Linked DNA regions of Mus musculus: all the other regions are linked to region 5. A link is a contact called in public promoter capture Hi-C data. All regions are on one chromosome and are shown on one strand. The core of a region is the stretch at or near the end of the contact, and the rest is flanking DNA. Distances in the headings are between cores, read along the strand shown.

Region 1 (3,767 bases), core at 461-2,960, 1.9 Mb before region 5:
AGCAAGCAGGCTTTAGGTTATGGTTTAAAACTCCACTAAGGGAATCCAGTAAGTCACACATAAAATTCTAGGGGTGTCTATCTGACCCTGGATTCCTCACCTCAGAACAGTTATTGAAGACCACAAGAAGGCAGAACGAGTAGCTTAAATAGCTTGACTAGGTTTCTTACTCCTGCTGAGGACCACCCGGTAGTGATGTACCCAAAGCTATATGCAAAGTAAGATAGGGTTGGGAGATGCAGGGAGAAGCCCTCAGCTCTGGCCACTGGTGGCATTCCACTGCTGCATCATTGCGAGTCCCACAATTCCTTATCAGACCATGGTCCAACTCACCAAGCTGTCCTCAAACCACTCCTTTATGTAGGTAGCTGTTGGGCCAGGGACCTGGCTCAGGAGGGCTTCTCTTTCCTGAGGAAGTGCCAACATCTCCAAGGCTAGTCTCAGGTCCTCAATGAGATGGAGCACAGGCATGGAGTTCAAGCAGGTGGATGGGGGAGACAGCCCAGGCTCACAGGTACCATCACTAAAATCTGCAGCTGTTTTAGTGCCTGGAACAGAAGAGAGGTGGAGACCTTGGTAAGACGAGAAGTTGTCATAGACAGTGAACTTCTCAACTGGAAGCTTACTCCTACCTCACCATGGGAACATGGCAGCAGCATCTTTATACTGACCTGCAATGGTAGGAAGAGAGGTCCATCAGAGCCAGCTAAAGCCCATTGAGCCTGGTATACAAAGGTCACACATGAATACAACTGATAAAACACAGACAGCCCTCACCAGTGACCAAAGTCAACGAGACCCACTTCTTCATCTTTTCAAATGTACTTATTTCCTTCTGAGTCAGTGTTACGCTGCACAGATGGCTACTCCAAACTCCTCCCATTCACTCATGGGATTAAGGGACTGTGCCAATGCTGGCTCTGGGGCTTAAGAGGACTGACAGCTCCTGCTCTTCCTCTTCAGGGCCAAACCACCTTGTAACAAAGGTCAGCTACCCTGTAGGAGACAGCCCCAACTGTCACTGGCCATCTCACTGCAGTGGCAGACTTGTGAGTGAAGCCATCGTAGGCCCTCCCAAATCCAAAGTAGCCATCCCAGGTCACATAACATGAGCCATCCCTATCGAACATTACCACACTCATGGAATTATAGGCAAAGGTTGACCTGAGTTAGTTGGGTTAGTTGGATACAGTAATGGACAGCTAAGTATACTATAAAAAATTTTTTAAAGGATTACTATACTCATTGTGGTGATGGATTATAGCAAAGTGGGATCATTCTGGATGCTCCAATGGGAGATTGCTATATTAAAACTGTAGTGGTTCTATGCATGTCCACAGCCCACCTCCCCATGATGGGCTGTGCAGACTCTGAGAGCAGAGTCTATGCCAGGCATAGTTAAGTTCCCAGCATCCAGTAAATACTGCATTGCAAATCGTTCAAATGACTACACAATACTCAAGGGAACAGCTACAGAGAACAAAGTAAGTGCCCAGATTCCCTCAGAGATCTGGGATGTGGGGTCAGTTCCTTCTAATTTAGTATGTCTAAAATAGGACTGGTTTTTGTCTTGCTACACCCTATCATTCAACTACAGAAAAGCCCAAACTGACCTCACACAGTCTAACAAAGGATGTCTGTGCTTTCAGCAATTAGAGATAATTTGTAAAATGTAGTTTAAAGGATCCTGTTTGAAGGCATTTGGATTATTAAGGCCAATAGGGTAAAACACCTACAGTTAGGACTGCCCTGGAAAATGAGAGCTGGTGGGTCACTATGGCCATCTAATTTCTGGTCCCTTTAACTTTTAGAAGCCAAAATCATCCTTGCCAAGCAGTTTGGGAAGGAAAAAATCCATACAGAAGGAAACAATTACCACAGAATCTGATTGCCAGTTTGCCTTCTGAAAATGTATGACAGAGGGAATTATGGGTCACAATCCACAAACAAGTCAGGCTCTGGGAAGCTAGAAGACAGAGCAAGGACCCATGTCCTGGTACGTGCTCAGCACTTTCCTACAGATCCAGTTTAGAGCTGACTAGGAACAGCACAAGCCAAACCTCAGGGGAGAAAATGGTTAGAAACTCAGCAAGCCCTCCAATCTCCACACAATTGCTCAGCAATCATTACCCTGCAATACACACCCCTTCTGTTTTTAAAGTGTGTGTGCGCACACAGGTCAGTGTGGACAACACGCATGCCATGGGACAAGTGCAGCATCAGGGCAATCTGGGGATGCTGGTGTTCTTCCTTCCACTCAGTCCCGGGGATTGAGCTCAGGACATGAGTGTGCACAGCAAGTGTTCTCCCTACCAAGCCATCCTGTAGGCCACACACTCTAACTGCAAAGACTTTTATACAGGGAACTAGACAATGAGTTGGGCTGAGAGAGACTGAAAATATAGAGGTTTTTACTAACTTTATGTGATGGTGTGGTCTTGGATATTTTATACCACATACATAAGTAAAATTTTAGAGACATGGATTATATATAAATATTAAAGTGTAAGTATAAAGGTACAGATGAAAATTGGATTAGATTAAGATTTGGTAAGCACAATGGTAACTGAGCAAAATATAACAAAGCGCTGCACACTGACTATATAAAATTAACTTCTGCTACATTAAAAAAAAAAACAAGACTGAAGGCACCACGCATAACAATTATAACAGAAGTAGATGCTTCCTAAAGAGACATCTTATGAATCAGTTAAAAAATTATCTGAATTCACTTCTCCCACACAAAACAGGCATACAGTTTTACACAGATAATTCTGGGACAGCTACACAAAACACAAATAGGAAATTAAAATATAGTAATAAAATGTTTTCTGGATAGTTCATAAAACATTTAAGAATGGTAATTCAGTTTTCACTAATAAAATTAATGACGTTGGAAATGCAATGATCATTGTTGACAAGCAGATAGTGTGAACACTCAGAACCTGTTCAGAGACGCACAAATTAGCCCAATTCTTTGTAATAAGCAATTTGGCAAGATACTGTAAAACTATTCATACCTTTTTAATAACAAATTTCAATTTTACAAATCTAATCTAAGAAAATATAATCAGATGTGCATCAAAGATTCCTACATAATAATGATCTCAGCGGTGTGCTAATTCTGAAAAAGGAAAGGTACAAACCACCAACTAAGTGAGAATTTAAATTACTTCTAGAATATTCAAAAGTATAATTCATATAGGTATACATAAAAGAAACGGCTGTCCAGAGAACCAGAAACATGGAGCCATATACTGATTTGTAAAATATTGATTAAGGGGGTGAAGAGCTAACACTGGCGGCTGTCACAGTGAACCCGGTTCAATTCCCAACGCTCACACTGACCATCTATTAACTCCGGTCGGTCCCAAAGGACCTGATGCCCTCTCCTGGCCTCCATGGGCGCAGCATACATGTGGCACACAGACATACAAGCAGGCAAAACACTATACATATGTACATATGGATATCTAAACATATATATGTGTTGTATGTTATATATGTATATATGGGGGGGTAACTTTTAATAATGGCAATCACTGTTAGAAGTGAGAGCTTGAAACTTGGCTTAGTTTGCACAGGTACTCCAGGTTGAAACATGTTTTGTAAATCCATACTGGATATTAGACAACATCAGCATAAGAGATTTCAAGTGTGTATGTGTGTGTCTGTGGTATTCATGTATGCGTACATGTGTTCAAGTGTGCTGCTATGCTGTCCACATCATTTTTTTTTTTTTTGAGCTCATGGCTTCACCAGCCAGT
Region 2 (3,278 bases), core at 732-3,231, 2.0 Mb before region 5:
AGGGAGGGAGAAGGGTGGGGGTGGGGCTCATAAACAAAAACACCTGGTAGGGAGGAACCAGTAACAGTGGCAGCAGCTGGGTGATCTGAGTGATCTTTATTCCTTTCTGTTTAAAAAAAATTTTAATTATTTTATGAGTTCATACATAAACATACATGATGTGCCCACATGTGTAATTATGCACCACAGGCCGGCAGTGATGGCAGAAGCCAGTAAGGCTTGTCAGGCCCCTAGAATTAGAGTTACAAAAGGGGAATGGGGGAATGATTGGGGGAAGAACCGAGGGAAGGGGAAAGGATTGGGGGCGGGAGTGACCGACCAGGAAGGGGGCAGTGAGCAGGATATAAAGTGAGTAAGTGAAAAATAAAGTAAAAACAAACAAGCAAACAACAACAACAAAAATGTGAACACACACTGAACACTGAAATGCCTGCAAAGCGTCACCAGGTGTCACCTGTGAATGGCTCTACAGGACCTAAGGGAAAAGCAGAAGTGTTTTCTCTTAAGTGGCAGTGTCCCAGGCTTCCTCCAGGAGAAACTGGACCTAGAGTTTCCTTCTTCCTCCTAATGCCCAAGTGAAGCCCTTTGTTATTGAATCCTACTATCTGTCACTCCCCAGAAGGCACAGTCCGGTAATGTGACAGCCACACAATGCTAGTGAGCAGATCAGAGTGACCAGAACTTTGCTTCTGCTCCAACAGTCTCTTCTCTGTATTGGGAGATTCAGTGATCTTTTATTCATTTTGGAATTTATTATATATTTTTCAAACAACAGACTCCTGAGCTGACAAGATGGCTCAACAGACAAAAGCTCCTGCCTCCCCAACTTGACAACTCAAGGGGACCCACTTCCTAAGTCCCTGACCTCCACAGGTAGCCAGAGCACATGCTACCCAAACATCGGTGCTCCATCCATCCCACCCTCACACACTCTAAAAATAGCTTAACTAGTTTTAGTGCTATGTTTCCTATTGTTCACCTGACAACTAATTTAACATTTTTAAGACATAACACACAGACAAAAATATTTAAATCTTTTTTTTTCTATTTTTGTTTGTTTGTTTTGGTGTACTGTTGTTTTCTGGGACAGAAGCATGCTATTTAGCTCAGGCTGGCCTGGAACCCACTATGTAGTCTAAGATAGCCTCCAACTGCAAGTGACCCTCCTGATTCAATATGCTGTGGGTATGTTGGGATGACAAGTGCCCCAAGATACCTACCCAACTTAACACTACTTTTAACCCCTGCAGTTCAATGAGGAGAAACTTACAAGAAAGAAGAAAACAATATCCCACTAAAGAATTTCTTTTCGGTGTCCTTTATACAACAAGCTCCCCAATACAGTAAAAATGATTTGGTTGAATAAATAAAGCAAGCTTTATCGTTTGAGAAATGCATGATTATTATTATTTCTAGAAAACCAATAATGACAGGAACTGCTGAGTTTACACAGGTGTCTCCAGCAATCCCAACAGTCACACTCCCGAGTTCTGCTGTCACTCACCTGCCAGCCCACTCGCCCACTCTCCCAAGAACCTCCTTGGCTAAGTCAGGGACAGAAGGATGCTGCTGGGGAAGGAGGTAGGGCCGGGGAACCTCAGCGGCTCTCACTTCAGTTTCCCAGGCTCCTCATGAGGAACCTTTTTACAGCAGAACTGCACTACAGCCTAGGTGCCACTGTGTGGGGCTGGTTTGCACTTCCACACTTCTGTTGTAGGGAAGCCTGAGAGCGAAGCCCCTCCCAGCAGGGGCCCCACCCCTCACCCTCCTCGGGTGCCTCCTACTGCCGGTTACCTTGGTGGCCTTCAGCTCCCACTCATACTGGTTCCGCTCGTTCTCCAGCTCCTCCACCTTGATTTTGAGGTGCTTAAGCTCTTGCAGTAACTCCTGAAGAGAAGAGAGAGAATGTCAGAGCTGTGACAGATAAGGAGCAAGCAAGAAGGCTCCAAACTGGATAAGGCTCATGCAGAGGGGGCTGGGCCAGCAGCAACTGTCGACAGCTGTCTGGAGCCAGCAGGCTCCGTGTCTGCAGCTTTGTGCTTTAAACTGGTCTGGGATCCAGGAAAGGCTGTGTTGTGCCCGTTTAAAAATGAAGGCCAGGGAGTTTCAGACATGAGAGAGAAGAAACTGCAATGTACATATGTGTGCATTTGCATGTGCACATGTAGGCCAGAGGACAACCTTAGGTATATTATTTAGTTTTTTAATTTGTTTTTTCCTCTAGAACAGGTAGGTCTCTTGCTGGTTGGCCAGCAAGCCCCAGGCATCTGCGTGCCTCCACCCCACACTGCTAGGACTACATGTGGGACTGTGGGGTTAGGGGGCGAGGGGAGTTATTTTATTGTTGATGGTAGTGATGGTGGTAGTTTTGTTTGTTTGTTTGTTTTAAACATTTGTTATGGAGATAGAACTCAGGTCCTCATGCTCATCACTTTACCAAGCAAGCTACCTCCCAGGCTAAAACTCAATATTATCCTCTTATTCGTATATCCTGGCATCCCCTTCCTCTGACATCTGAACCTCCATGAGATGTGCCCAGCTCATATACAGGTGTCACAAGTAGACAGGTCAAGCTTGGGAGTGGAAGGTGCAGAGATGCTGACGTGGAGGCAGCTTCCCTGGTAGTGGAGAGAGGAGCAGGAAGCGAGAGAAGCATCTATTTCTCTGTGAGGAAGGTGGGGAGCCAGAGGAGGAAGTGGCAAGCCTCCGAGGCTTCACAGGCCGTAAGAATCAGAGAACAAACGCTGAGTGCCAACCGCAGATGCCAGCATGAGCGTCCTGTTCTGACGAGGAGGTTAAACTAGAGAAACAGGAAGGCATGCAGAGAGGAATCCAGTAGAGGCAGAAAGTGAGACTGCCCACTGAGGTGGAACAGAGATTAGCTGTCACATGCACTGGAGATGAGACTGGGGAGCTCCGGGGTGGGAAGATCTACAGATGAGTGTTCACTATGGCATTGTGGATGGGAAGTCAGTGACGCTGCCTGACTGAGGAAGGGATGTGTAAATCACTTCTGCATACACATTTGTACAGGTGGTAAGCAGGGCAGGAATTTAAGCTCGCATCCTCTAACTCTGGGATCTCTGGTTGAAAACTCCCTCAAGAAAGGGGCAACACTCAGCAATGTTATCTTTGTTGGTTTGTTCTTCTTCTTTTTTTTTTTAAGATTTATTTATTATTTATATGTAAGTACACTATATCTGTCTTCAGACACACCAGTAGAGGGCGTCAGATGTCATTACAGATGGTTGTGAGCCACCATGTGGTTGTTGGGATTT
Region 3 (3,323 bases), core at 670-3,169, 1.5 Mb after region 5:
CCTAAGTGAGGGCATTATCAACCTGCACCAGACCTGTACTTGCTCTGTCATAAAACGTCCTCCCACTCCTCACATAGCCTCATCTCTGGATTCTTTCTCTGATGACAGCAAGAATCTGAAGGCATTAGGATGCAGTCTCTTCCTAGCCCTCTCTTTACCTTGGAGACCCCCCAGCCATATTCTCTCTGCAGCATCATTCAAGCCCACCCACCTCCTGTTCCTTTCTCTGCAGCTCCTCCGGAACATCTTCCTCTCAGATTTAAGGAAAGCCCACCTGTGTTAAAGCTTCAACTTCCTTATGATCCTACTGAAAAGCCAGGAGGTGGTGCCATATACCTTTATCCCCAGCAGTTGGGAGGCAGAAGCAGGCAAATCTCTAAGTTCAAGGCCAGTTGTGTCTACAAAGCTAGTTTCAGGACATCGAGGGCTACACAGAGAAACCCTGTTTCCAAAAACCAAAACCCAAAACAAAATAAGGTAAAAGAGATTATATTGAACTGTTTGCTTAGTCTGAAAACAAAAGCTGCATAGTTTATAAGCTACTTAGTTCTTCTTATTGTCATTCCTAGCTGGAGTATAAGCATGTCGATTTATTTCATATTAGATAAATATTGAATGGGTGCTTAGTATGCTTTTTTATGCCAAAACACGCTTTTTCCCATTGACATTTTTAATTAAAAGAGAGAGAGAGAGACACCTTAATTATCTTCTGTGTTTGGCCATGACTAAACTCTCTAGCATTGCAGTGCAGATTCAGAAAAAGGAGATGTGGTGAATTCTGAAAAGTGAAAGTACTGGACAATGGCGGGCAGGTGTTTAAACCATCTATGAAGATGCAAAATGCCCATATATTAGCCTAACATGGAAAATATTCAGGATCAATATCTTACCAAGAACACCTAGGCTCTGTCCAGAGCAATACCTAACTCTTGTTTACTATCTAAGCAAAAAAAAAAAAAAAAAGAACTGATATAACTTTTAGTGCAAAGATGCAAGCAAGAATGATCAATAAGGCCTAAGCCAGGTGAGGACACCAGGATCTCTTATGGCTACTGAGACAGAAACAAGCAGGTGGAGGGGTGAGGGGGTTGGGAAGGCACAAGCTTGCAGTCCCAGCTACTTTAAGAGGCTGAGGTAGGGTGATATTTGACCCCAGAACTCCAGGACCAACCTCAGTAAGGCGGTGAAACGGGCCTCAAAAATAAATAATAAATACGTATTTAAAAAAAAAATCTCTGTTTAAGTAAACATGGAATCCTAAGAGTGGCTCTTCAGAGGTACATATAGTTAGAAAGTGACACGGGGGCGGGTTTTCAAGTAAATCAAGGGCTCAGGATGTTAAGGTCACTGATAGCCCCTTTGGCTGCAAGGAGGGGAATAGAGGCTCCTCTTAGACTGAACCCCTGAAACTCTACAGTATCTTAGTAGGCAGAGGGGAGAGGAAACAAGGAGAAGGGAGAGAAGAGGAGGGGACGCGGGGGGTGGGGAGGGCTCCTGAGATTCCAGACCTGTTTACAAGGTGTATCACAGCAGCAGAGCAGAAGGAAACAGGAAGTGCTTGCCCCAGCAAAAGAAGGGGCTTCTCCAGAAAAAAAAAAAAAAAAAGACCTTCCTGCTCAATTTCAATTCGATTCCTCACGAACTCTTTTTCTCAACTTCAGATCACTGCGGTTTGTGATCTGTGAGCAAATAAGCCTCTCCTAAGCGTCACTGAAGTCTCTCCTTTTAGGGTCTCCCTCCCTCCACCCTGGACAAACTTTCGCACACACCTTTGGACCCTCACCTCCGACCTGGAAGGGGAGATCTTTCCTCCAGACAGAAGCGGTGAGGAAAAGCCAGGGACTGGTTTCAGCCAGCCAAACCAACCAGCAGCCCCTCCCTTTTTGACTGCAGAGAAAAGAAACTGAAACTCCAAACCAGCGGATACAGGAAAGAGGAGGAAACTTTTGAGTCCTAAGTATTGGCAAAACTCTAGGCCACCAATAGATGGCAATGCAGGGACTCTGGTGATCCAAGGCTAGAGGAGAAGTTTTCAGCAGCCAGGAAGAGCTTTTTGGTGGCCATAGCTAAGGGCTGTCACTTACATCAGGTGGTTAAAGACCATGTTAAGGGAAGATTTCACTCAGCAAGAAGGCAGCCACGAACTCAAAAGAAACACGAGAAACTTTTATTAACGTGTGAGCCGAAAATAAAACAAATGGCCCAGCAAGCTATACAGTTTCTTACAATCTTTTTCAGGCCAGACAGCAGCGGTATTTTTATCTAGTCACCATCTGAGGGTGGTCTCTGAGTTCCTTAATGTTTAAAGGTGTTCAGTTAGGGGAACAACAACCCAGGAATACATGGGAACACATTAAAAAAAAAAAAAAAAGCACGGTCTTTTGCTTAATTTGTGAATAACAATAACCCTTTGGTTATGAAAATAGAATCTGCAGCTTTGCACTGACCTTTGTCCACTTTGACCTTCTCAAGTGTCTCCATCCCCAATCCCTTCCAGGTTAGCACATTTACATTCCTTTTAGGCTCCACTCAACAGTTACCTAGCAACAGTCAGGTAGGTCTGGCTTGCTATAAAAGGGACTGTTTGGCCCCTCCTTGTTCTCTCTGAGCCCTTTCTCCTTCCCCCTGTCCCCTCTCCACATGTTCCCTGCTGGTAGTGCTCCTCTCTCTCTCTCTCTGTCTCTCTGTCTCTGTCTCTCTCTATCTCTGTCTCTCTCTCTGTCTCTCTCTCTCTCTGTCTCTCTCTGTCTCTCTCTCTCTGTCTCTCTGTCTCTCTCTCTTTCTCTCTTCTTACCCACCCCCCTCAAGAATTATCAAGTCTACCCAATAAACAAGAAAGGGAAACCATGCCTGCAGCAGGGAATGGTGCCAGTGAAGTTGTAAGGGTCCATAATTCAAAGAAGAATGACACCCAACTCAACTGGTATGCAAATGTAAAGATAGATTTCTGCAGAAGTCCAGCAAGCTGGGGTCTCCCATTACCAAGATAGAGACACCCAAGAGAGCTTGCTGGTCTGATTTAAGGCTCATTAGGGAATTCTGAGGTAGGGACCTCTATGTTAATCTATTGGGTCCATCTCTATGGACATTCTATTACCTGGGTGTGAGGGCAGGAAACTTGCTGGGGAGGTCTGGGAACTGTTACCAAGGTAGTAACTGAGGAAGTCTGGAAACTGCTGCCTACCCATTGGCCTTGCTTCAGGCCAGGTGGTTGGGACATTCCATTAACTGGGCTTGAAGGCTGGAGCCTAGGATTTTTTCTATTGGTAATTGACTTGCCTGGACTGGCTCAGTTCTTAGGCCTAGTCTCCTTAACTACCAAT
Region 4 (3,526 bases), core at 87-2,586, 1.8 Mb before region 5:
CACAAGGGTCTAAATGAGATCACCAGTTCCCATCACCATCAGCCTTAAATAAAATCCCAAATGAAAATAACAACAAAAGACTTAACAATATTCCACTTCAAAGTCACGTAAATATGCATACAAACGGGCTGGTGAAGAAAGAAATAATTTCTAATCAGATAACATGTTTAGTATACCAATAGTAATCTAAGACTGAAGATTAATTAGGTCTGTAATTGACTTCCTTCCTGTAGTTGAGCATTTACCTTAACAAAATACTCGGTAATCTAATAAACACTACAGTCTACAATATAATCAATTAAGGACCAAGAGAAATGAACACAGGCAGAAATAAAACCAAAATATGAAGAGGAAGACTGATCTATATCAAATATCTCAGTGCTCTAAGAAAGAGCTGAATGCCTATTTGAATCCTACCGGAACCTTGGAAGTTCTAGTTTTTAAACATATAATAACCTTATTTTGATCGGAGGGAAAAGTATGGGTCTGGCGTCAGGATGGAAGGAGGGAAGAGGACCCACTTTTAAAAACAGAAGCATCCCCACACCCTAATCCTGCCTTGAGCCTTTGGGAAGTGTGTTGCATTTAGCAATTAGTGCACAGAACTGCTCCTGGCCAAAGCGCTCTGGACCAAAGGTCTATGGAACAAACCCACCTAGGTATCTCCAGTTGATGCCACTGCTGCCCTCACGGGACTCAAGGCTTGGGTCAAAATCGCCCGGAACTCTGAGATATCGGAACACCCCGGTATCCTGGGGACCACTCTGCCACCTGTAGAAGCGCGGGGCAGGTGGCACATCCAGAGCGAGGTCGGGTAGAAAACTCAAGCAAATCCAGGGGAGTTGCTCCCTTTTCTCAGTCTCCCAGACAAATAAGTGGGTCCCCAAGTCTTGAAAACGTTCGAAGGTCTAAAAGACCACAGACGCCCAACTACCCATGTAGTTCTTGGATCTGGGGGTACTCAGTTCCCGGGATAGCGGTGAGCCGAGGCAGGGAGACCCACTGACCTGGATGCCAGAGTGCAGCTTCTCTCTCGGAGGCTCAGGTATGCAGGTCGCTCCTGTGTCCCTCACACTTTCCAACATAAGAGCGGAGAACCCAGTGACAGGCCACTGGCCCAAGGACCAACTGCCAACCAAGTGGCAGACCCGCCAGCACCGACCCGGTTCGGCACCCACGTGACGGAGGCGGGGATCCCAGAGAGGCTGGTCCCGGAGTGTGGCTCTCTGGCTGCTGGGACCTTCCCCCTAGGAACCGCCCCTCTGCCACCCCTCCTCCTTCTCCCGCACCGCAGTGGCCCGCGAGGACCCAAGAGCCACAGTTCCAGTTCCACAGGGACTTGCCTGGTCAGCCCCGCCCCCAGGCAGAGCTCCCGTGCTGGCTCAAACCCCGCCCCTCCCGGGAGACCACGCCCCTCTCTGGGTCCAGCCCACTGCTTGCACCTAGGACTCTTGCACTCTTCCGGCCGCAGAAAGGACCCTAGGCATTTTCCTTGTGTCCCACTGTGCTCAGGTCTCCAGAGTTTTTGTAATCTGTCAGCAGGACGAGGAAAGCGTGCGGAGAATTGCAGAAAGGAGCACCGAAGCGCAAGCGTACACACACACACACACACACACACACACACACAGCGGGCCTTGTGTAACCCCATTGAGATTAAGGGTAGTCTAAGACCTGTATCATTCCCAATCAGCCCAGACCAACCCCAATTTGGGTTCCATGTCACTCTTAGATCTGTCTAACTCAACCTCCGCCGCCGCTCCCCCCGCCTTTCCTGAAGGTCCCTCTAGTGGTTAAAGCTCTGGTGTTCTGTCTTGTGAATAGCTGAAGACAGAACACTTCCTGTGCCCTGCAAGGTCAGGTACAAGTATGCAAAACAAACAAACAAAAAAAACCTGGAGACCGAATCCCAGCACCTACCTCGAGCGTGCATAAGGCCCTGGGTTTTACCACAGCTGCTTGCCCTACCCGGGCCTCCAAGGGCCGGTTGCTCATTTTATCTGCTTAGAATCTCCAGGGCCTCAGATGGCAGGGATACAGGGACTCTGGCAGGAGTCTCTACTAAGCTGGACTCCAGTTGCTTACACCTGGAGTGTTGACAGACACGACTCGTCTTTTTTTTTTTTTTTTTTTTTTCAAAATTAGTCTAAAATTACTGGTATGACCAGAGGCTTGCACACATGAACAGAAGATCATAAATACTGTGGCAAACAGGTGTGTGAGCACTGCGGGGACATGGCCAGCAGCAGAGCAAAGGCAAAGCCAGTAGAGGAAGATTGGGGCCCCAGACTTGTGTCACAGCAGGACACCCTTCGGTTCTTTCACTTCCTTAAAATAGCGGGTGAGAGGCTTTTGGAAACAGAGCCTGCGCAGTTCATATAAGTTCAAGTGTGGGCAGTTCCAAATCCCACTGGTAGCTTGGGGCCACGGGGGCAGTTTCTTCCCCCAGGCCCCCAGAAACTGCAGCATTTTCTCAGAACTATACAATTATTTTGTAAAATGTTTTATGAACTTGGCTTTCTCAAGCTTCTGTGCAGTTTGGGAAGGAGCTTTAAAAGTACAGACGCCGGGCGTGGTGGTGCACGCCTTTGATCCCAGCACTCGGGAGGCAGAGGCAGGTGGATTTTTGAGTTCAAGGCCAGCCTGGTCTACAGTGTGAGTTCCAGGACAGCCAGTGCTACACAGAAAAACCCTGTCTCGAAAAAAAAAAAAAAAAAAAAAAAAAAAAAAACAACCAAAAAACAAAAAAAAAAGTACAGACGCTCTCCTCCCATCTCCAGAGGGTCTGATCTCTTGGCGTTGGAGAGGATAACCTGCATATTCGGAATTTGAAAAGCTCCCCAGGTGATTCCAATGTGCAGCAATATAATAAATAACCATTTCTGTGGGTCATGGAGACACCATCAATCTTCATTTAAATCCAACCAGAGTGGAACTGAAAAGCACACGTGAACGATACAGAAGCAGGTGTTCCAGGGCCCTCATGCTGTTAGGAAAAGCAGCAATGAACAGGTCCTTTCCAACGAAAATTTCACCTAACAGGGATATCCTGCCTGTGGGGATTCTGTGTACCAGGGTGTACTGTTTGAGACAAATCTATCTTGCAAAACTATCAAATCCCAACATTTCCCGGATAGAAGCCAGACAGCACGCTACAAACTGTTCACTGAACTTCAGAGGAACCATATAGACAGAGCTCACTCCTTTGGATGATGCCCTTGCACCCTTCAATGTGAGTAGGTCATGTTCTTTGTCAGTAAGGTAGGTGACATGACTCTGCCCATAGAGCAGATATCGACCCTGGATTCATGGTGCTGGTATATCACAGTTATTCATTCATATCAGCCTCATTCTGCAAAAGATTTAGGCTCTCAGGGCCATTCCATCAGAACTGTGTGGGTCATTCCATTCTGCCAAAGATCTACTCAGATGCATGGGGGTGGATCTCTCTTCACAGCCTGTGGGCCCAGCCTGGACTTGGCAAAGACAGAGAACAGCTGCAAGCACACAAAAGCAAGCCTTCTCATAT
Region 5 (3,602 bases), core at 852-3,351:
TTCCCAGCTACGGTGGCCCAGGAGCTGGAGGTCCCTACCCTCGTGGCGGCTCCCTGGACCCTTCACATTCAAGTGGCAGAGGCTCAGCAGAGGCTGCAGAGGATGACGAGATCCGCATGATCAACGAGTTTCCCCGAGTGGCCAGTGTAGCCTCCTCCCTGGCTGCTCGAGGCCCTGACTCTGGCATCCAGCAGGATGCGGATGGATTGAGTGACACGTCTTGTGAGCCTCCTGCCCCTGACACCTGGTACAAGGGCAGAAAGGCAGGGTTGCTGCTGCCAGGCGCAGGAGCCACTCTGTACCGAGAGGAGGGGCCTCCAGCCACTGCTACAGCCTTCCTGGGGGGCTGTGGCCTGAGCCCTGCACCCGCTGGGGACTATGGCTTCCCAGCAGACGGGAAGCCGTGTGTAGCTGGAGCACTGACGGCCATTGTGGCTGGTGAGGAAGAGCTCCGTGGCAGCTATAACTGGGACTACCTGTTGAGCTGGTGCCCTCAGTTCCAGCCTCTGGCCAGTGTCTTCACAGAGATTGCTCGGCTCAAGGATGAAGCTCGTCCGTGTCCTCCAGCTCCCCGTATTGACCCACCACCCCTCATCACTGCTGTGGCACACCCAGGAGCCAAGTCTGTTCCCCCAAAGCCTGCAAGCACAGCTGTAGCCCGGGCCATCTTCCCACCAGCCTCTCACCGCTCCCCTATCAGCCATGAAGGCTCCCTCTCCTCAGCTGCCATGTCCCCCAGCTTCTCACCCTCACTGTCTCCTTTGGCTGCTCGCTCTCCCGTTGTCTCACCATTCGGGGTAGCCCAGGGCCCCTCAGCTTCAGCACTCAGTACAGAGTCTGGCCTGGAGCCTCCGGATGACACAGAGCTGCGCATCTAGCTGTGGCCCTAACTGGGCCCCGACCTGGGACACGTCCAGTGTCCCCAAAGCAGGCCCCATTCTCAGCCTGCCCTGGGCAGCCTCGGACCATGACTGACTATGGGGAGGCCACCACCAGTCCCCTGCTCTCCACCTTAAACTCTTATAGCTGGGACAGGTCCCACATTTCTCTGCAGTTCCTTCAGCACTAGGACCACAGAGGGCCTGTTGGTCATGACCTGTGGCCAGATCCAGTGTGGAGAGAAATAAGAATGAGGCAACAGCCTTGGGTTCTCTTCAGCCAAGACTTCCTGCCCTGCACCAGCGCCCTGCGATGGAGCTGAGACTTTATTTATTGGGGGTTAGGGGGATGGGGAGGTCCCTCCAATCTGGGCCCAGCTCTTTTGGGTTCTTCTGACATCCCTGCCCCTGCCCAGAACAAGTGCCAATTCTCACTCTGGAGCCTTAATAAACTGCAGTTTGTATCCAGCCTCTGGCTCTGTTCTGTCAGGGTAACCAGAAGTCACTGGCGTAGCACTGTGGATACCTGGCACAGTAGCCAAGGAGGCCCAGAGGGAGGGCGGACAACAGGACATGTAGGAGTAGGGTTGGCACTGAGAGCTCAGAAGCCTAGCCTTGGGATCTCTGCTGCTTTCCCCTCTAACATGGTCAGGACTTGAACTGCAGTGGTTTCCTGCAGAGACTGACAGAGTAGGAAGCAGTCTAGGGTCCTAAGCCTGAGGGTCTGGAATAAGATATGGTGATTATTAAGAGTAGGTAAGTGAAGAAATCCCCAACCCCCCCCCCCCACACACACACACCTTGGAAACATGAAATGTCCACATTCATAAGAGCTCACATTAGTTGAGTCTGCCAGGTCAGTCTTGGCTCCATAGGCTTGCTTTATTGCAATGTCCACTTTTACTCCCAAGTATGAGGCACATTTCTTTTACGTAACAGTCACTGAATTTTAAGTGAAGAAACCTAGGCTCTGAGAGCTTGTTTTTCTAATATTGTACGGCCAGGAGCAGCCCATACCTATGGGGCTTCAGAGCCCACTCCTTTATGATTCCTTTAGAGACAGACAGACTTGGGCAGCAGGTGAAGAGGAGCCCTGGGCTTAGATGCTCAACACAGCATAGAATTCTAATAGCAGCCCCAGCATTCAGAACAGCTCATTTGGGAGGGAGGAGTCAGCAACGTCACTAGTTACTAGGCAGGGAGATGGGGGAGGTGCCAGACCATGCTCATGTGACTTATCACATGACTACAGATCAGCCTGAAAGCCAAAATGGGACTCCAAGCCCGGTGAGAAACTGAGGTGGGGAGGGTAGCTAAGGGGGATTACATTAGAGGGATTACATGTTGTAGAAGGAGTACAATGAGGGTTCGGCTCCTGATGAAACCCACCTGCTGTCCCTGCAGCCTCCTAGGGCTCCTTGCTCTCGTCATCGCCGGCAAATGCACTTACAACCCTGAGCCGGACCAGCGGTGGATGTGAGTTGATTTAGTACTACAGGTGCCTGTCTCTGCAGACGCTTGGTCCTAGCTTTCCTCATCCTCAACTGCTCCTAGTACCCACTCTGTAGCCTTATTCGACACCCCCTCGGCTTAATCTCTGGTCATTTATCTCCTATGATCCTTATCTGCATCTAGGATTCGACCCAAAGTCTCAGTTCTTAATCCCAAACTTTCCATGATCTGGATTTCTCGTTATGGCCTAATCAAATCATGTCCCTGACCCTGTAGGCTGCCTCCAGGCTGGGTGTCCCTGGGCCGCGTGGATCCCGAGGAAGAGCTGAGTCTCACTTTTGCGCTGAAACAGCGGAACCTGGAAAGACTCTCGGAGCTGGTGCAGGCTGTGTCGGATCCTAGCTCTCCTCAATATGGTGCCTATCAGTTGGGGCAGGAAGTGGGAGGCAGGACCAGGCAGGCACTGGCTGGTGCAGATCATGTAGGGCCATGTTTCTGGTATGACAGACAAATGACAATAACTGCCATATTCATACACACACACACACACACACACACACACACACACACACACCAAAATTTCCACCTGAGTTCTTCAGTCTTAAAACTAAGAACAAATCTAAGCCTAGTAGCATGAGGTAATAATCCTAGCTACTTGGACTAAAACAGGACGATTTTGAATCCAAGGCATGCCTGGGCAGTGTAGCAATATTGTCAACATTAAAACCAATTTTTTTTAGAGGCCTAGCTAGCTCATTGATAGGGTGGGTGCTTACGGAGCATATGAAAAACCCTAGGTTCAAGTGCCAGGAAGATGGTGGGTGTGGGGTAGCTAGCTGTGTTTAAGAACACATGATTCATAATCAGATCTAGATTGAAATGTTCACTTACCCTACCAGCTCTCAAATGGAGGACTAGCACTTAGTGTGTGTGCATGATCAAGTCATGGACCTTACCCCACTCTCATAGCCACTGCCACACCCTCCTCTGTTGCTAGTTCAAGTCCTAAATTGTCTTTGGATTAATCCACTCTGGCCATTCCTCTTGCTACCAACTCAGTTGTTTATTCTCTTTCTGGATTACTGCCCAGTACCCGGACTGGTTTGAAGCTTCCTCTCCTTCACCCCACTCCCCAGAACAGTCCCTTCTCTATTCTAGAGTATTCTCTATGGTGCTCAGGCTGGAGTGAATCCTTCCCCTGCTTAAAGTCCTGTATGGTGAGGCAAGGGTGTGTGTGTGTGTGTGTGTGTGTAGAATGGAGGCGAGAGGAGG
Region 6 (3,767 bases), core at 808-3,307, 1.8 Mb before region 5:
CAGAGAGATGGAGAGACAATGGATATTAATAATTCACAAGTCTCTATTTCCCCTTTCTTGCTCCCCCACATTCGCCTTGCAGACAGGCCCTGTATCCGTGTGTTGTCAAGCCTCTGCACTGGCCAGAAATGCTGCTGCCTGGGATTTGTCTCTTCACCACCAGCCAGAACCTAATGGTCAAAGAAGGACCTATCTTTATCTTCTACAGATCAAACATATCTACACAGCTACAGAGCTACAGGGGGCAGAAATGCTGCAAGGCAGTTTGTCTGCAGACACCCTCTGGCAGGACCACGGGGTAATGCACACGAGTTTAGCTGCTGCCAAAGCCCGAGCACAGTTTTGGCATTTTAGGCAGGTGAGGTTGGCAGCATGTCCAGGAAGGGAGCAAGAAGTGCTGTATGAGGCCCAGGGCCTGGGAGTGCCTTATCTACAGATTCCAGGCCTCCACCTGCTGGATGGACAGTATGAAAAACCACCTTTGGATTGTTCGTTCCATGCCCTTATTTTACTGAAACTATAGATAGATGGCCCCATCATTTGGGCTTACAGATTTTTTTTCAGGAAAATATAGAAAATAAATATTTGAGATAAGACAGTCATAGACAGAAGATGCATAATATGCCAATTCAACTTGCATAAGAGCAAAGCATTGCAAAGTAGAAGATTAAATTTATTCCTAAAAACCTGACTGGCCTATAAAAATATTGAATTTTGTTCACTTGTTGTTTTGCTTTGGTATAGAGTCCCACTTAGTCTAAACTGGCTTCAAACTTCCTGTTTAGCCAAAGATGACTCTGAAGCCCCTGATCCTCCTGCCTCCACTCCCTGAGTACTGCTGTTACAGCTGATATCATAAAACATACCTGGTTTCTGCAGTGATGAGCCTTGAACCCCAGGCTCCTGCACGCTAGGCTAGTTCTTACCAATTGAGTCATGTTCCCGACCCTGGGTTTTTGACTGTTCTAACAAAGTTCTACCTCAAATGCTCTCACTCTGTTTAACATTGCTGGGAAATCTCATTTCCAAACCCAAGTCCAGTTAGGAATAAAAAGCAAAAATCTATGGTGAGCCTCCATATGTAACACCACATTGTCTTATATTCACTTAACAGTTTATCATAAAAAGGAAAAGAGAAAAGCTGGAATCACTTAGCATCCCTATATAGTAAAAGATGAAGAAAACATGACTAGAGTTCTAATTCATACATTGAAGACTGAACTATTTGGTTTTGAATGTTCAACAACCTGAGAATTTACTCAGTGAGTTAGGCTATGTTCTGAGTATGGATTAATGACCCAAATAAAACATCCCTAATTTGAAATCTCTTTATTAAATCTGCAGAGTATCATTTGAACCTAAATTCTATCACTATGTCCATTTTATAGGTTAGAAAAACTGCCAGGGGAAAGTACAAGCGGCCTGCAATGGAGGTGGCATCTGAGCTGCTAGGCTATGCACATCTGTAAATGTCATCTTAGCAGTGATTCATTCTGTATCAGGAAGACATGCACCCTAGTTGACAGCAAAGTGGGGGCACAGCAGAGTGACTTCCAAGAGGCATACTCCCTGTGAAGGGAAGACAGGTCACCTACCTCGAGGACTTGGAAGCGCTGGTAGATGTAGTGTACCATGGCTGGGTCCTGGGCATGTTGTGGTGGGGGCAGAAATGCTGCAAGGAAGAGAACCAGGGAAGCAGAAGCTTCTTGAAGGGCCACCACCATCCTGCACACTTCCCAGGAACTCTGGTTCTCTAAAACGACTCAGGGGTCCGGGTGGTGATCTCTGGTTTTCTGTCTGCTGCTGTGGCAATTCCTTGGAAAACAACGCTTTGCATAGCCAGAGAGAACAAAGTCCGCTTGTTATTCTACCCGGTGCATGATCTCAGTTTCAAGCTGGTGATCAAGTCCAGCTGTTGGCAAGCCAGTCTCTGCAGGCCTTACGTGTTCACTTGGTTGCAGAGAGCTCCGGGGGTCCAGTGTCTGCTGCCCTCAGCTTGGCCATGCACAGACCCTCTCCAGGCTAATGGCTACTTACAGCTTCCAGGTTCAGAGTGTACGGGTTGGGGAAGGGGAGGGGAGGTCTTTTCTCCTCTCCCCTCCCCCAACTCTTTTACTTTTGGTTCCCTCCTCCTTAATAGACTGTGCAGTCCAATCGCAGGCCTAGCTCAACACAGGCCACCCCCCAAGGTCTCAGTGTTGGAATTTCAGTTCAGTTTCTGGCAGAAATTCCTAGGATCTTTTTCCAAGAAGTTCTGTTAGGAGACCCCACCTCTGTTTCTTGCATTCTCGTAGCTCTTAAAGGCATAGCAAGGAAATGTGAATGCTGATCTATGCCATCTCAGAAAAGTGTACAGGGCAGCATTGCTCTGTGGGCAGAGGGGTACAGTGGGCACAGGCCTGGCTACCCAGACCAACAGCTGAGAATTGTCAGGATTGAACTTAGAAGAAAAAAATTTTTTTCCTTTTTCTTTAGATTTATTTTTTAATTCATGTACACATGTATGCATGAAAATATGGGGCCCACAGTGGCCAGAACGTGGCCTCAGAGATTCCTGGGTCCAGAGTTACAATCTCTCTGATATGATTCCTGGGAACTGAACTCCAGTCCTCTGCAAGAGCAGCAGGTGCTTCTAACCACTGAGCCATCTCTCCTGGCCCAGAAGAAAATTTTTAGGATGAGAATGAATGATTGACACAGTGGTTTTTGGGACACTGAGTCATCAGGAAATGTAATCCCACTGTGAGAAAGTCCTCGAGTTTCCCATCATCAGTGTCAGAATTCCCATTAGCAGCAGCCTGGAAACCAGACCCTCAGGCCAGCTAAAGAGAAATCCCGTTGCTGGAGCAAAGCCATAAAACCTTCCATGTTTATGTTTCCTGTGCTAGTGCCTCCCCACCTTTACCTCTTTTTCCATAGGCAGGCCCAGGACCCCACCTCCATCTTCTGTTCTGTTTTATTTTGCATTGTTAATGAATCACTTTTTAAAATAGGGGAAATTGGAGCATTTATGGAATATGGAAAGAGCCCTGGTCGGGAGGTAGAAGACCTGAGTTTGCATTTGATCCATACACAAGTAGCTGAAATCTAAAATCTGAACATTTCTTATTGGTAGCTCTTGAATATCCTAGTTCTTAATAGATGTTCCTCTCTCCTCTTCTTTGATATGATTTTGGTCGCTAACTGGTTCTTCCCTATATCCTTGGTAATGTTCCAAGCACCATCTCCTTATTGTTAAGAACAATTGCTCTTGTTTCAGAGAACCATCTTTGAACTCCTTCCAAAACTGCCTGAACTTTAGCTAACTTCTCTTACATCCTTATTTAAAAACAAAACAAAACCAAAACCAAACTGCCTCGGACATCTGTGTCTTTCTTCCCACATATTAGTGCAGTCCTTAGTATCAGAGAAATCTCTCTCCCAAGAGATGGTGGTTAACACAGAAGCTCACAAGTGAGCAAACTACCAAGAAATCAATGACTGTAGCAAACTAAGCTACAAGTGGGACATGTATGTCACAGCCTTGCCCCAAGGCTCAAGTACCATCAGGAAAGAGGGAACAGGAAGATTATAAAAGCCAGATTTTGAAGAGGACTAGAGAAAAACAGCATCTTTTGGAGATGATAGGACTTCTGCACACATTAATTCACAGAAGGCATGGTTGCCTGCACAAGATCTGCACAAGATCAAGTCAGTCATCTTCCAGCATGGAATAGGAAGAGGTTTGTGAACTCCCACCCCTAACTGAGGAGCCATGGACAGCTGAT
Region 7 (3,672 bases), core at 209-2,708, 1.9 Mb before region 5:
TGGACCTTCGGAAGAGCAGTCGGGTGTTCTTACCCACTGAGCCATCTCACCAGCCCGGTGTTTTTCTTTTTGGCTGGGGATCTTGAGATGTATCCTGATAGTTGATCAGGCTCAGCTACTAGATGAACAGTCAAGGAATGGAGAAAAGCTTATGTGTGTCCAAAAAGGACATAACTGGCTATTAAGATTCCAGCAGGAGCAGTATCTGCATAAAGAGACATTTGGGTCTCTATATAAGAACACTGACCAAACAGGTTCCTGTTAAACCCCTCATATCTGTCCCTGGAGAGCTAAGATACTTACTCTTTTTTTCTTTTTTAAAGAATTACTTAACTTATTTACTTTTTATGTGTATGAATGTTCTTTCTGCACATATGTCAGTGTACCACATGTGTGTCTGGTGCCCTTACAGGTCAGAAGAGGGTGTCAAGGTCCCCGGGAACTGGAGTTACAGTCATGAGCTGCTAAGCAGGTTCTGAGAATAGAACCAAGGTCTGCATGAGTAAATGTTCTTAACCACTGAGCCACCTCTCCAGCTCTGACATGTTTACTCTGGATAAGTTCCTCCTGCCCAGAAAGCCTGAAGTTGAAGGCAAACAAAAAATAAAATGGCTTTTTACATCTTGTAGAACACTGCATTTTTAGTCAGCAATAAATCTATCAGGAGTACTTAGGTCTCCAAAAAGAAACCTTCCGTATTTGTAAAAACCTCAGACTATGCAACTTCGCCCTTGCTGTTTTGCTATGGAAAAGAAATGAAGAAAGCTTGGATTAATTACTCTTGGCTGAGGATCCTTCTCAACTCTGCTTTCATGGAATCATCACTTGTCCAATGTGGGCCAAGAGCATCACCTCTATTGAAGCCAGGAGTCATGAGTTATAAAGGAGCATGCAGAACAGAAAAGGAAGGGGAAGCACACAAACCAGGAAAGAAGAAAGGAGTCAATGAAAAGAGAGAAAGAGGAAAAGGGGGGGGGGGGAAGAGAGGGAGAGAGGCAGGGAGAAAGAGGAGAGGGGAGAGAGGGATGGAGGGAGAAACTAATCATCCAAACAACCAGGATGCTCTTCTCCCTGTCTATGTCTGAAAGCAGAGCCTTCCTGTTAGTCCATGCACTAGTTCAAACTGAGTTTCTGTTCTCTGTAACCAAAAGCCTTGCTAATGCATCTGTCTCACATGATCCCTGAAGTTTACTCTGAAAACAGACTTACAGGAAGGAATTCCTGCAATTTGCATATAATACTGAATTACAAAGGAATTCTGACTTCCCTTGCTAGATTTGCTTGCGCTGGTAATTTTTAAAACCAGGCAGTCAGTTCTAAAACCACTGTGGTTAAAACCAGGATTATCATAGGAAGAGCTGATGTGCGGCTCTGGGCGTGTCTATGTGAGATGTACTGGGATTAAAGGGGCAGTGAGTCTCCTTTGTGTGTAGAAAGGCTGGCTTTCTATCCACCACCTGTCTGCCTCCAGGAAGGTGAAGACAGAGATGAATACAAGAATAAACTGACCCAGAGGCATGTACTAGGGTGGGGTGGGATAAGAAAAACAGAAACTGAAGACCAGAAGATATGGGTGAAATGGGAGATGCACAATGATAGGTAAATAAGAATATAAGCCTACCTATTAAAAAGGCTATATTGAAAGAGCTTGCATGTCCTGCACAGCTGAACACATGGGCAGGTGTGGGAGCTCTGAGACTCAAAGCTGCAGGTTCTCTGGGCCCCACCCATCCACTGTCCAACTGAACTTCAAGGCAGAGGAACCCTAATATGCTACGGGGGCTTCCACATTCATTCTCAGAGTTCCTACTGCCCCCTCCTCAGCTGTCAAGAGGACAGACCAGGTAGTTTTAGGAGCCAGGCTGCCATCTCAAGCAAGTCACCTCATCTCAGATACCCAGTTCATTCAGTAATAATGTGATTGTCCACAGAGCAGTGAGGGCCACCTAGGTAGTCAGCATACATTAAAAAACGTGTGGGAATAAAAGTACAGAATGCACTTTTTAAAGCAGGAAGCTTTCCTAATTCCTCAGCATTATAAACAGCCCTTGAATGCGCAGAAGAATATGGAAATCATTTAAATGGCTTTGTCTAACTAAGCCCAGAGACCAAGGTTCAGTTAGAGGCTGTTAATTCCCACTCCTGAAAGTTTTAATTAAACCCCCCCCCCCCCGCCGCCTTTGTTCAAGAGAACAAGAGGCAGTATTTCTGATCAGAACATCTAAGAAGTGTCTATAAAGATCCGTACAAACAAGCCACAGGAACAATAACCAAATGTTTTCAGGCTGGAAAGGAACATAAGAAAGGCCCAAATGACCACCCAGAATGCACTGCAGGCCAAGGACTGGAGTCATGCCTCTGGCACACACAGCTGAAGACACGTTCACTTTTCCACTGCCCCGAGAAGGTGCCTGTGGTTTGGGTCAGATCTTCATGGCCACAATTTTTTCCTCTTAACAAACATCTGCTGTGCACTCTAAGCCCTTTGTGCTACATACATGTTTATAATAATACAGTAAGAGTTTCAGTAGTCAGCCGGGCGTGGTGGCGCACGCCTTTAATCCCAGCACTTGGGAGGCAGAGGCAGAGGCAGGCGGATTTCTGAGTTCGAGGCCAGCCTGGTCTACAGAGTGAGTTCCAGGACAGCCAGAACTACACAGAGAAACCCTGTCTCGAAAAACCAAAAAAAAAGAGTTTCAGTAGTCATAAAAGCTGAAATGTGAGGGGCTAGGGGATGGCTCAGAGGGTAAACTGAGCTCTCCATGAAAGTATGACGGCCTCGGTTCAAACCCCCAGGACTCATCTAAAAAGCCAGGCAATGCTGAGCACATGCCTACAACTCAAGGTCTGGGAAGCAGGAGTGAAGTGGAGACAGGAGAACTGTTGGACCTTGCTGGCCACCAGCCTAGCCAAAATCCCATGAGCTCCAGGTTCAGTGAGGGATATTACCTCAAAGGAGTAAGGTGGAGAACTGAGAGACAGCATGAGATCTAACAGTATCATCTTCTGGCCTCGAGGTGCACAGACACACACTTCAAAAACAATCAGAGTTTTACTTCTGTTTCAATCTAGACTTTAGGCCAGTTAAATCACTCTGCCACCACCCCCTTACCCCCGACCCAGGAGCCTCTTCAAAGTCATCACTAACTATAGTGGGTTACTAGATTCTATGATGTTTGCTTGTCCCTAGTCTGCCCCCTCTACTGGATCCCGACCAAGGGATCCAGCTAGCTATGCACAGCCCTTTATGGAGCTTTGGATGGCATTTGAGTGTTTGATACCATGGCTGGGGTGAAACAGAATCCCAAAGACATGACTGTTATAGCCTGTCCAGGATCTACTAGGAAAGCATGGCCTTCATTTAATACATACTCTGGTACATTCTCAGGGATGCTGGATAAGAACAGTTCTGCACCATTCCTTGATTGGCACATCTAAAAGACTACCATCAGTGCTGTACTTGACTGAATTTAGTGACAGAGTTGGTTCTAGATCAAATGGAGCAAGGCAGATGCCATATTTGCTATCAGTGGTACGTCGGAAAACACTCAGGAGTATGGGAAAACCCTAAGACAGGCCAGATCCTCAACAGCTCTGGCTATTACATCACTATCAGAGTCAAGAGCTGCTTTCCAAAGCTACTTCTTTAAGGTTGTCAGAGTACATCTGTCC

What was found. Promoter capture Hi-C pulls out the DNA fragments that hold promoters and counts their contacts.
Region 1: a contact with region 5 is called in a promoter capture Hi-C map of second pharyngeal arch cranial neural crest. The contact joins the enhancer-like site here to the promoter of Tpp1 in region 5. A contact is called at or near these places in 7 of 39 promoter capture datasets (cranial neural crest, frontonasal cranial neural crest, hippocampal neurons and 4 more).
Region 2: a promoter capture Hi-C map of second pharyngeal arch cranial neural crest shows a contact between it and region 5. The contact joins the enhancer-like site here to the promoter of Tpp1 in region 5. A contact is called at or near these places in 10 of 39 promoter capture datasets (cranial neural crest, embryonic stem cells, frontonasal cranial neural crest and 6 more) and 2 of 115 datasets of contacts at active chromatin or transcription factors (astrocytes and stem cell-derived neural progenitor cells).
Region 3: a promoter capture Hi-C map of the C10 cell line shows a contact between it and region 5, with 4 times the contacts expected there. The contact joins the promoter of Trim34a here to the promoter of Tpp1 in region 5. A contact is called at or near these places in 6 of 39 promoter capture datasets (the C10 cell line, cranial neural crest, liver and 2 more) and 1 of 9 other capture datasets (adipose tissue).
Region 4: a contact with region 5 is called in a promoter capture Hi-C map of pre-B cells, with 8 times the contacts expected there. The contact joins the promoter of Ppfibp2 here to the promoter of Tpp1 in region 5. A contact is called at or near these places in 6 of 39 promoter capture datasets (cranial neural crest, frontonasal cranial neural crest, hematopoietic stem and progenitor cells and 3 more) and 1 of 115 datasets of contacts at active chromatin or transcription factors (embryonic stem cells).
Region 6: a contact with region 5 is called in a promoter capture Hi-C map of liver, with 8 times the contacts expected there. The contact joins the promoter of Olfml1 here to the promoter of Tpp1 in region 5. A contact is called at or near these places in 11 of 39 promoter capture datasets (cranial neural crest, embryonic stem cells, frontonasal cranial neural crest and 7 more).
Region 7: a contact with region 5 is called in a promoter capture Hi-C map of cranial neural crest. The contact joins the enhancer-like site here to the promoter of Tpp1 in region 5. A contact is called at or near these places in 8 of 39 promoter capture datasets (cranial neural crest, frontonasal cranial neural crest, hippocampal neurons and 5 more).

The regions. Positions count from the first base shown.
Region 1 is chr7:107,649,799-107,653,565 of GRCm38.p6, reverse strand. Ppfibp2 (PTPRF interacting protein, binding protein 2 (liprin beta 2)) reads right to left here. Exons shown (of 25, transcript NM_008905.2): 3 at 334-548. Among named protein-coding and RNA genes, the nearest start is that of Ppfibp2, 57 kb to the right of the region's middle. Within about 2 kb of position 1,710, at least 6 of the 459 cell types and tissues checked have an H3K27ac peak or open chromatin away from gene starts, as enhancers often do. A contact at or near this core is called in second pharyngeal arch cranial neural crest, where this site is marked.
Region 2 is chr7:107,707,389-107,710,666 of GRCm38.p6, reverse strand. It overlaps Ppfibp2 (PTPRF interacting protein, binding protein 2 (liprin beta 2)), which reads right to left. Exons shown (of 25, transcript NM_008905.2): 7 at 1,795-1,887. Among named protein-coding and RNA genes, the nearest start is that of Cyb5r2, 49 kb to the left of the region's middle. Within about 2 kb of position 1,981, at least 168 of the 459 cell types and tissues checked have an H3K27ac peak or open chromatin away from gene starts, as enhancers often do. A contact at or near this core is called in hematopoietic stem and progenitor cells and second pharyngeal arch cranial neural crest, where this site is marked.
Region 3 is chr7:104,243,053-104,246,375 of GRCm38.p6, reverse strand. It overlaps Trim34a (tripartite motif-containing 34A), which reads right to left and starts at 1,919. Exons shown (of 8, transcript NM_030684.3): 1 at 1,784-1,919.
Region 4 is chr7:107,592,861-107,596,386 of GRCm38.p6, reverse strand. Ppfibp2 (PTPRF interacting protein, binding protein 2 (liprin beta 2)) reads right to left here and starts at 1,336. Exons shown (of 25, transcript NM_008905.2): 1 at 1,008-1,336.
Region 5 is chr7:105,750,734-105,754,335 of GRCm38.p6, reverse strand. Tpp1 (tripeptidyl peptidase I) reads left to right here and starts at 2,101. Exons shown (of 13, transcript NM_009906.6): 1 at 2,101-2,165; 2 at 2,283-2,354; 3 at 2,607-2,746. The coding sequence starts at 2,149. It overlaps Dchs1 (dachsous cadherin related 1), which reads left to right. Exons shown (of 21, transcript NM_001162943.1): 21 at 1-1,347. The coding sequence ends at 878.
Region 6 is chr7:107,565,723-107,569,489 of GRCm38.p6, reverse strand. Olfml1 (olfactomedin-like 1) reads right to left here and starts at 2,057. Exons shown (of 3, transcript NM_172907.3): 1 at 1,596-2,057. The coding sequence starts at 1,724.
Region 7 is chr7:107,673,152-107,676,823 of GRCm38.p6, reverse strand. The region is part of intron 3 of Ppfibp2 (PTPRF interacting protein, binding protein 2 (liprin beta 2)); the gene reads right to left. Among named protein-coding and RNA genes, the nearest start is that of Ppfibp2, 80 kb to the right of the region's middle. Within about 2 kb of position 1,458, at least 5 of the 459 cell types and tissues checked have an H3K27ac peak or open chromatin away from gene starts, as enhancers often do.